2 separate regions of the Mus musculus genome follow, and region 2 is linked to region 1. The links are chromatin contacts, called in public promoter capture Hi-C maps. All regions are on one chromosome and are shown on one strand. The core of a region is the stretch at or near the end of the contact, and the rest is flanking DNA. Distances in the headings are between cores, read along the strand shown. Region 1 holds the start of Ctdsp2 (CTD (carboxy-terminal domain, RNA polymerase II, polypeptide A) small phosphatase 2). Region 2 holds the start of Nab2 (Ngfi-A binding protein 2).

The links. Promoter capture Hi-C pulls out the DNA fragments that hold promoters and counts their contacts.
Region 2: a promoter capture Hi-C map of pre-B cells shows a contact between it and region 1, with 2.0 times the contacts expected there. The contact joins the promoter of Nab2 here to the promoter of Ctdsp2 in region 1. A contact is called at or near these places in 3 of 39 promoter capture datasets (embryonic stem cells, erythroid cells and pre-B cells), 5 of 484 Hi-C or Micro-C datasets (embryonic stem cells, muscle stem cells, myocytes and 1 more) and 3 of 115 datasets of contacts at active chromatin or transcription factors (embryonic stem cells, memory CD8 T cells and pancreatic cancer cells).

Annotation. Positions count from the first base shown.
Region 1 is chr10:126,976,743-126,980,917 of GRCm38.p6, forward strand. Ctdsp2 (CTD (carboxy-terminal domain, RNA polymerase II, polypeptide A) small phosphatase 2) reads left to right here and starts at 1,975. Exons shown (of 8, transcript NM_001113470.1): 1 at 1,975-2,559. The coding sequence starts at 2,496. It overlaps Gm40798 (a long non-coding RNA gene), which reads right to left and starts at 778. Exons shown (of 2, transcript XR_872169.3): 1 at 1-778.
Region 2 is chr10:127,664,306-127,668,480 of GRCm38.p6, forward strand. It overlaps Nab2 (Ngfi-A binding protein 2), which reads right to left and starts at 2,398. Exons shown (of 7, transcript NM_008668.2): 1 at 2,071-2,398; 2 at 1-833. The coding sequence starts at 2,153. It overlaps 1700012D01Rik (RIKEN cDNA 1700012D01 gene), which reads left to right and starts at 2,818. Exons shown (of 2, transcript NR_045171.1): 1 at 2,818-3,078; 2 at 4,113-4,175.

The DNA.
Region 1 (4,175 bases), core at 725-3,224:
AACATGCATTTAACTCTGTTGTCTCGGGCACGAGCCACTGTACCCTGCACAGAGGACACCGAGACACGGAGTCACCATGTGCTGGACAAACAGACAAGGTCCTCTCATTCTGTCTAGTTATACACGAGACACGAGATCCAATAATGAACAGCACAATTCCTAGCCTCCAGGGGCCTTTTAAATCGTCAGAGAGTTCCTAGAGAAGGTGTGTAGAAGGACCCGAAATCATGACAGGCCTGCCTCAGTTTCCCCACTGCTGCTGCTGCTTCATCAGCTGGGACCTCAGATGAATCTCGATTAACCCTTTCCAGACCATGTTTCTTCCTCTCGAAGATGAGCATATCTATTCTGCTAACCATAACATGAAAAATTAAACAGGCCAGGTAATAATATATATGGAAGTACTTTATAAATATTACAGGGGAGAAACTATCTATGGAAGAGGAAATGAACAGGAGAGAAGTGTCATCCAACGGACAAGAGAGCAGGCCTTGGCAGGGAACCGCCTAGCTGGAGCACAGGGTCAAAGTCCAACAAGGTCCCTTAGCAACCGGCTGAGACAGTCCTTACAGATCCCATTGTTTTAAAGGTGGGAGGCAAATATGTCAGAACTCCCCCGGCTTCCTTTCCTTTAATGAATTAGAATCTACCCAGACTCAGGGTTTGAGGTTACATAAGCATCATTCAGATCCTCTCTAACAGTCACATTCATTTTAGAAAAACAGCATTTTCATTAAAATGGTGTTATGTAAAAAAAAAAAAAAAAAAAAAAAAGAAGAAAGAAAAGGGGGAAAAAAGGGGAAAAAAGAGCAGTGTGTGTGTGTGTAGAAACATTCGCACTTGTAAGGAACATAGGATATATACATATGATGATAGTGCCTTGTAGGTTATGACCTACTTGGACAAGATGAAGAGACACAAATGTCTAGCTATGAGGACTGCAGTAGGAAAGCCACCAGGTGCCCCCCACCCCCCATTCCCCAGGAACTATGGCCTTGAATCATAGTAACTCATCCATCACCAAAAAGCATTTGAAATGGGTCAATGGGATGGTTTAGCCAGTAAGAGCGCTTCCCAGGAAAGCCGAGTTTGATTCCCAGAGCCCACTGTGGAAGGATAGAAGAGACCTCCTTCAGGTGCAATGGGGTGCATATACAGCATACAATTTTTACAACAACCCGATACAGAGTTAAAACTGCTTCTTTGGAGCTGCTACTCCTAGCAGACAAGTGGAGAAACCCTTCCTGAGAAACCTTAAGTTTGGGAGTTCAAACCTGAGCCTGGGCCTAAAAAATGAGGGAGAGCTTTCTGGGTCCACTAAGCACCTCTATCCTCCTCAAACTGAGGATGGAACCATGAGATGGGAGTTGGGGGTGGGAGGGGGAGCTGGACTGGGAGGATAGGGTAGATGCCTGAGTGGGAGGGGCTGGCACCTAAGGTGGCCTTAATACATAAGGTGTCATTTCCAGAGGTCAGTTCCATTCCTCACACTCTGGAGTCTCGGTTCCGCCCCCTACACACTCCTTCCCAGGTACATATCAGCGGTATTCTTATATAAGGCACTGGGCTCTAAGCAGGAAATACCGTAACTGCCTCGAACCCAATCTGGCTTCTCCATTTTTCCCCAGGTTTCGTAGGGCGGAACCATTGAGCCTTCTTGGAGTAAAGCGTCGGAAACACAAACACCCCAGCACCGAGCACGGAAAGCGGAGCGTTGGAGTGGCCTTTTTAAGTAGTTGGGAAGGGGGTGTGGCCGAGAGGACCAGGAGGCCGCAGCCCAGCAAGCGGGGAGTGGCCCGGGGGCGTGGCCGTGGCGACTGGAATGTTGTTGGGTCCTTGCACCGCATAGTAAGGAGGGGCCACGCCCCCTTTCTGCGAGCGGGCCAATCGGAGTGCCGGAGCGGTTTCAAGTCTCCCCCGCCAGCCTGCCCGCCCGCCACCCCACCCCCCTCGGGGATTCGCTTTTTCCGTAAGAAAATAGCAAACCTCTGCAGGGTCCGCGGCCCCCGCTGCTCGCCGGAGGAGGGTCCCGGGGCCTAGGACGCTGGCCTGGAGCGGAACGCGCCGGCAGGCGGCGAAGAGGCCGGCCCAAGATCTGGGAGGAGCGCGGGGGTGGGCGCTGCAGCCGCGGGTTGTTTATCTGGAGTACGGAGGGGAGGGGGGAGCCTGGAAACCGCCCCGTGTCCCATTTCCTCCTCTTGTTTTCGCTCCGGATTCTCCATGTTGGACCCAAACTGAGGAGCCCGGAGCTGCCACCGGGGGATCGGGGCTGGGGGCACCGGGGAAGCCGCCGCCTGGCCCGCCCGCCCTCTGTGCAGGCCGCCTCCCTTCCCGGCCCGGGGAGGAAACGCGAGGGGGATGTGAACAGCTGCGGGAGTCGGAGTCTCGGGAGCCGGAGCCCGACGGGCCCCCGCCCAGGCCCCCCAGCCCAGCCCGCCTGCGCGCCCGCCCGCGCGTCCTCCCGCCCAGCCAGCCCGGGCCCGCGGGATTGTTAGATGGAACACGGCTCCATCATCACCCAGGCGCGGAGGGAAGACGCCCTGGTGCTCACCAAGCAAGGTAGGGGCGCAACTTCCCAAAACTTTGTGTCGCCCCCGAACGGGGAGGGGGCGGAGGATCCGGCTGGACCCGGGGTCCGTCGGTCCTCGCGCACCCGTCGGGCTCTCGGACCCCGGTGGGGGCTGAGCGAGGCCCCGGCTGCCAGCGCCGGGCGGGAGGGTGTCATCCGCGCAGCTGTCACCCGTCCGGCCACCCCTCCCCCCCCGGGGGCAGTCAGAGGCTCGGGAGGGCGCGCGTCGCGCCAGGCCACCCGCGCCGCCCCCACCCGAGCCGCGGAGATGGAGTGGTCACTCCTCCCCCACCCACCACCGCTGCGCGCCTGCCCCGGGGCTCTGGGGAGGGTACGAGGGGTCCCGAGCTGGAACGCCACCGGGACCGGAGTTTTCACGCAGGACCGGGATGCCCGGGAGCTCGGCGGTGGCGGCGCGGGGACTCGGGACGAAGTTCACCGGCCCGAGGCGGGGGCGGTGGTGGGGGAGGGGGGAGGGCCGCGGTCACTGCCGGGCGCGGGACTCTCTTCGCGGCTCGGCGGAGCAAACAAGCCGGACCCGAGGCCCGGCCGGAGCCCCTCCCTGCCCCGTGCGCTCCCCCGGGGCCGCCGCTGCACAGACACAGCCGCGTTTGTTTAGCCCGGGAGCGGTGTCCCTGGTTACATAATTCGCCGGATGGCATCAGACCCAGCGTGTTTCTGAATCGCGCAGCGAAAAAGTGCGAGTTTGTCTGTGGGCAGAGGCTCGCGACCCCCCACCCCGATTGCAGGGGGAGGTCGTCGGATTGAAGCAAACAGGGACGTCCGCAGGCAGGCCCTATCTGGGGTGTGCTTGGGGAGCGAAGCGGAGGCCTCAGCCTCCCGCGGGGGCGGGGAGGAGATTGGGGCTGGGAAAATGGGATTGCTCGGTTTGATCACAGTGGGGTCCCCTGAAACTCTCCTCTCCCCTATGTTCATCTGGCCTTGAGCATTGTGTTCAAGATAGCTGGTAGAAATTTCCGCCCAGAGTAAGGACTAGTGTTGCCCCCCTCCCTCCTTTTTCTTTTTCTAGAGAACTCCCAGGACTGTGGCCACTTGGCTCAGAGGCTGAGAGGCGAGCACGCTCTTGGAACCAGATCTCAGGCGCTGCAGCCCTTTCTTTCTATTCCGGAGGGGCATAAAAGGCCCGTGCCACAATTGAGTAGACTGAGACCTAGAGCCTGGAAGGAGGCCAGCTGTGGGGCCTGGGTGTAGTCATCCCCTACTAATACTAAGCAGCAGGTCACTTTTTCCTGGGGTTCACTTCCCAAGGAGTCTACCCAACTTGCCTTAGCCTAGGGGCAGAGCAGCTGGGCTGGTGTCCCAGGCTCTCTGGAATTCCTTGTTAGGTTGGGGGAAGGGGAGCGGTGCGTGTTTCTTGGCCTTCTGAAGCAGACTGCACTGAGGAGAGCCGAAGCCCTGCCTGCCCCTCCTCTTTGCCAGGGTCCCCTGTTCTAACTGCATCACTGACCCAGCTGTGAGATCGGCGGCGCAGCAAGTTCACCTCCTCTCCTGCTGGCCTCTCAGCAGTGCTGAGCGCCGCAAAGGGAGGCTGCCTGTGTTTATCAGTTACTGCCAGGGTTCAGTTCCCGTTGCAGCCTCATCCCAG
Region 2 (4,175 bases), core at 1,148-3,647, 690 kb after region 1:
CCAGGCGGCCGTAGATGACGCTGTACTTCCGGATCTCCTCTTCCTTCTGGGCGTCATGATCGTCCATCTCAAAGATGTGCCCCACGCTCCGCGCCAGCTTCTTATTCAGCTTCAACAGGGATGCGATCTCTCCAGTGTCACCCCTGGGGAAACTCCGGAAGATCCTCTCCACACTCTCCACCACCATTCGCACCATCTCTGGTTCCAGGCGGTCTGGACCACCCCCTGCACCACCAGCTGCCACCCCCCCAACCCCAGGCCCTTCAGAGACTCCTCCCCCTGCAGGTGGGGAGAAAGGGGGAGACCCGGCCTCCTCTTCTCCCCCTGCTCCAACATCAGATTCTGGAGTGCTCTGGCCTGGCCAGATCCGGGGATCCCCTGCCCCAGGTCCTCCAGGGAGTGGCGACAACTTCTCTCCAAGTTCGAGGGGACTCTTGGGGCTAAAGCTTCGAGCACTGCCCGCCTTTTCTCCTGGGCTGCCGTGCCCATTGCTCATGCTCCCTTTCCGGGTACCAGCTGTCTCAGAGATCTTGAAAAGTGGGATGCTGGAGACGGGCACAGCAGGCACTGGTTGGCTGAAGAGCCCTGGATTGGTGGCCCATTCTCTCAGAGCCTTCTGTAGACGTCGGACATGGAGTGGTTTGGTGGCCATGCCCACGAGTGCCATGATTTCCAGGAACTCCTCCTCGCCAGCCTCACACAGCTGCTGTACATCATCTCCTCCCTGCTGGATGAAGGTCTCGTAGTAAGAGAGGAGGTTGGCGCGTTGCAGGACCCGATACAGCTGTAGCTCACCCAGTGTCCGAGGCAGTGCCATGGCTGGGGCACTTGCCCTGAGGAGAAAGGGCAGGAGAGAGGCAGTGAGTATGAGTGCCCTGCTGGGGTACCAACCCACACTAACAACTGCCCTCTTTCCTGGACAGTGCCCTCCGATCCCCAGGAGCACAGAAGGCCGGTTGCCCGACCTAAGCTATCAGGAAAAACGCTTACCTCGTCTTTTACTTTGATCTTTCTGGTCTGGGCAGCACCATCTTGAGCCCTGAGACTTTTCATAACTTCCCTGAAATGGCTGGACCCACTTCCCTCCCAACTAAGTCCTTACCTCTTCCCCCTAAATACTCAGCAGCCTCAACATTACTTAATGTAACATCCCATATTAAAGTTAACTTAGAATACTAAGAGCTATTGCTGGCAGCTGTACTCCTTGGCCAGGTAGCTGAGAGGGAGGGGTGTGGCCTCTTCCTTGGCATTTAGGGAACCTGGTAGACCCTTGCTCCTGTTCTTCGCTTCCAAGGATTAAAGCACCCTTCCTAGACTCTGTCCCAACTTTCCAAAGGCTGCCCAGTTCCCTTCAGTTACCCCCTCTCCTTTGATTGATCCTTCCTACTATTCAGCAGGCCCCTCTCTTCTGGGAAAGGGGGAGGGAAGCCTTGATTGTTCTGCTCTGGGGCCCTTCTTCCCACACACTCCCACAGTAGCAGCGTCTGTGGGCGAAAACCGCCTGGGGGCTCCCGCCTACTCTCCTCTCGCTTGTTTTCCACCCTTATCTTCGACAAGGGAGTGCGGGAGAGGTTGAAGGTCTCTTGAGGAAGGGGCTGCACCCCTCCTCACCCTGTGAATGGTCATTTCACGGACAAGGGAGGCCTGAAGCACACCCCCTTCAGGCCCGCAGATGCTTAACTCAAAGGAACCACCTTCTCCCGGATGCCTGCTAATGACACACTGAGACAGCTAAGAGCCGCCACCCCTCACACTGTTGACAGATCAAGCTCTGGAGCTTCCCCTGGCTGGGGGGACATTCTTTGCAGGGGGCTCATGTGCCAGGTTATGCCCACTGAGTAAACCTGGAGTGGAAAACGAGGCAGTACTCTATCGTATCCAGGTTCATCGGGTCTTTGTTTGCTTCCAGGATCCCCTATTTCGAATACTCACCCCCTTTTCCATCAGTCTCCACCTCCCACCTCCGTCCCGCTTCCCCACGTCCTCTTTTCGACCTCCACCCTTTAGACCCCATTCCGGAGTCCAACTCCACCCATCTCCACTCCCTGCCACCTCCTTTTGCCCACTAACTTGAATCTGGGTTGCGGGGTCCGGCGTGTGTTATCCCCTCTGCCAGGTGGCTGTTCCGCTGTGGGAGAGGGAGCTCTGTGCATGGACGGCCAGAGATCACCAGTGCCTCCCCTCTCGGTGCCCGGCGCCTGCTGCGCGCTGCTCTTTGCCTGGCGCGCGCGGCCCGGGTCCACCGCTGTCCAGGCTCCGTCCCTCCCTCCACGTCTTCTCTCTCGGAGCCTCCGCGCCTCTGTCTGTGCCTCTGCCCCCACCTCCCCGGCTGCGCTTGCCGCCTCTCCGCGCCTCCTCCCCCGCAGGACGCACAGGGAGCGAGGCCCGGCGCTGCGCTGGCTGCCGGGCTGGCGGGAGGAGGGCGTGGGCAGAACCGGGGGCTGGGACCGGAGGCGGTGGGTGGGAGCCCAGGCCTGAGCCTTGGAGAGGCTGCTGTGGAGACTGAGAGGAGGAGACTTGGGGGAAGGGGGGGGGGGGGAGGTGTGGAGGCGGAGCGGGGACTCAGGAATCGGGCGCTGAGTTGGGGACCGAGGTGACCGAGGCCGAGCTGTGGAAGGGGGAGCTTGGGGACCCAACGGGCGGGGCAGGTCGCTCCTTGCCGCCCACGCCGGATGCACAGCCGGCCCTCTCTGCGCCCACGTACCCACGTGAGCGCCCCGCCGGCTACATTCCTACTCCCTGCACCACTCCTACTCCTGTGAGCCGAGAGCGCAGTTTCACAACCACGCACAAGTATACAAAGACACGCGCACGTACGTGCACACGCGTCCAAACAACGACGCGGACGCCCGTTGGCCGCACTCTGGCCGCGCCGAGCCGTTAGTTTGAATGTTAGAAGTGATGGGGGAAAAGTTAGCGAAGGGTCGGGGTGTGCTGTTCCTCCTGCTCGGCTCCCCTAGGATGTATCCTTAGGGTAAACCTGTTAGCGCGGGGCTGCGCAGGAATCCCTTCGGTATCTTAACACCGTTCTCTGGCCTAAAGGTTGTAATATGAAGAGGCGGCTCTCAAACCTTGGTCGTAAGTTATACTAGAATCTACTATTTACTTGAGCGTTGGTTAGGCACGTCGGGGTTGCTAGGTAGAGCCCGGATGGGTTTACCATGTTTTCGTGGCACCCTCTTTTCTGATGGCCAGGCCTTACTGCTTGGACGACTAGATAGCAAAGCCAGGAAAAGGCAGGTACCTTCTCTGAGGTCATGAGTTATTGAACCTCTCTGGACAGTGAAGTGGAAGCTGAGCAAAAGGCTAAGAGTAGTCTACGTGACTGTCCACCGTGGAGGACCGCCTTCAAGGAGCCCAACCCCCTCGGTTTCTTCTAGTCCCATCTGGTTCCCATTACACGCCCACGGCTAGGAGGGTTGGGGGGGGGGTATTGGGCACGCGGGGGTTGTGTAGGCCTTTGGGGAAAGGGAGGGTGGGGGTGGAAAGCGTGGCCGACTGGCCAGAGGAAACGTCCCTCTAGTTTGAAACCTCGGCTCCGCCCCTCTGCTCAGCACTTGTGAGTGGCTTGCCCCAGCAGGGCGTGGGTGGTGTGGGTCGGGGCGGGTTCTACATTCCAGATTCATTCCAGACTGACGAGGAGGGGGATCTCTTGGTTTCCCGAAGAGGGATGGGTACTTTAGGAGGAACGATTTCAATAGCTCAGGTTTTTGTCTTCCAAACATACTAGGGATTGTAGGAAGGTGCAGGGTCCTTCTCCCGACCCTTTGCTACTAAGGAGGGCGCGACTAGACGGCCTTTCCTTCAATGTGTGCGGCGCCCCTCCCCCACTCCCCCGTCCGGTTATTTTGGAGTCTGGGCTGCCAGCCGCTGGCCCCGGGTTTCCTCGTGCCCCCGCCCTCCCCCCTGCCCACGCTCCCCGTGACGCACATCCTTCGCCCACACTGCCTTTGCTCCGGGCGCCCCCCTCCCTCCCACAGGTCCCTTTAGGGTGGCGCTAAGTCCTGGGGTCTGGAGAGAGGGAGGGCAGCTAGTGCCGCGGTAGGGGGTGGGGAAGCTTGGGGCGTGAAGCCGGGGAGCCGGAACTTACTGTGTGCCTGGTCCTGGTCCAGGAAAGAAGACGATGGAGAGACGCCGAATCTGAGGCCTTGGCTCCCGTGTTTGGGACCAGGAGG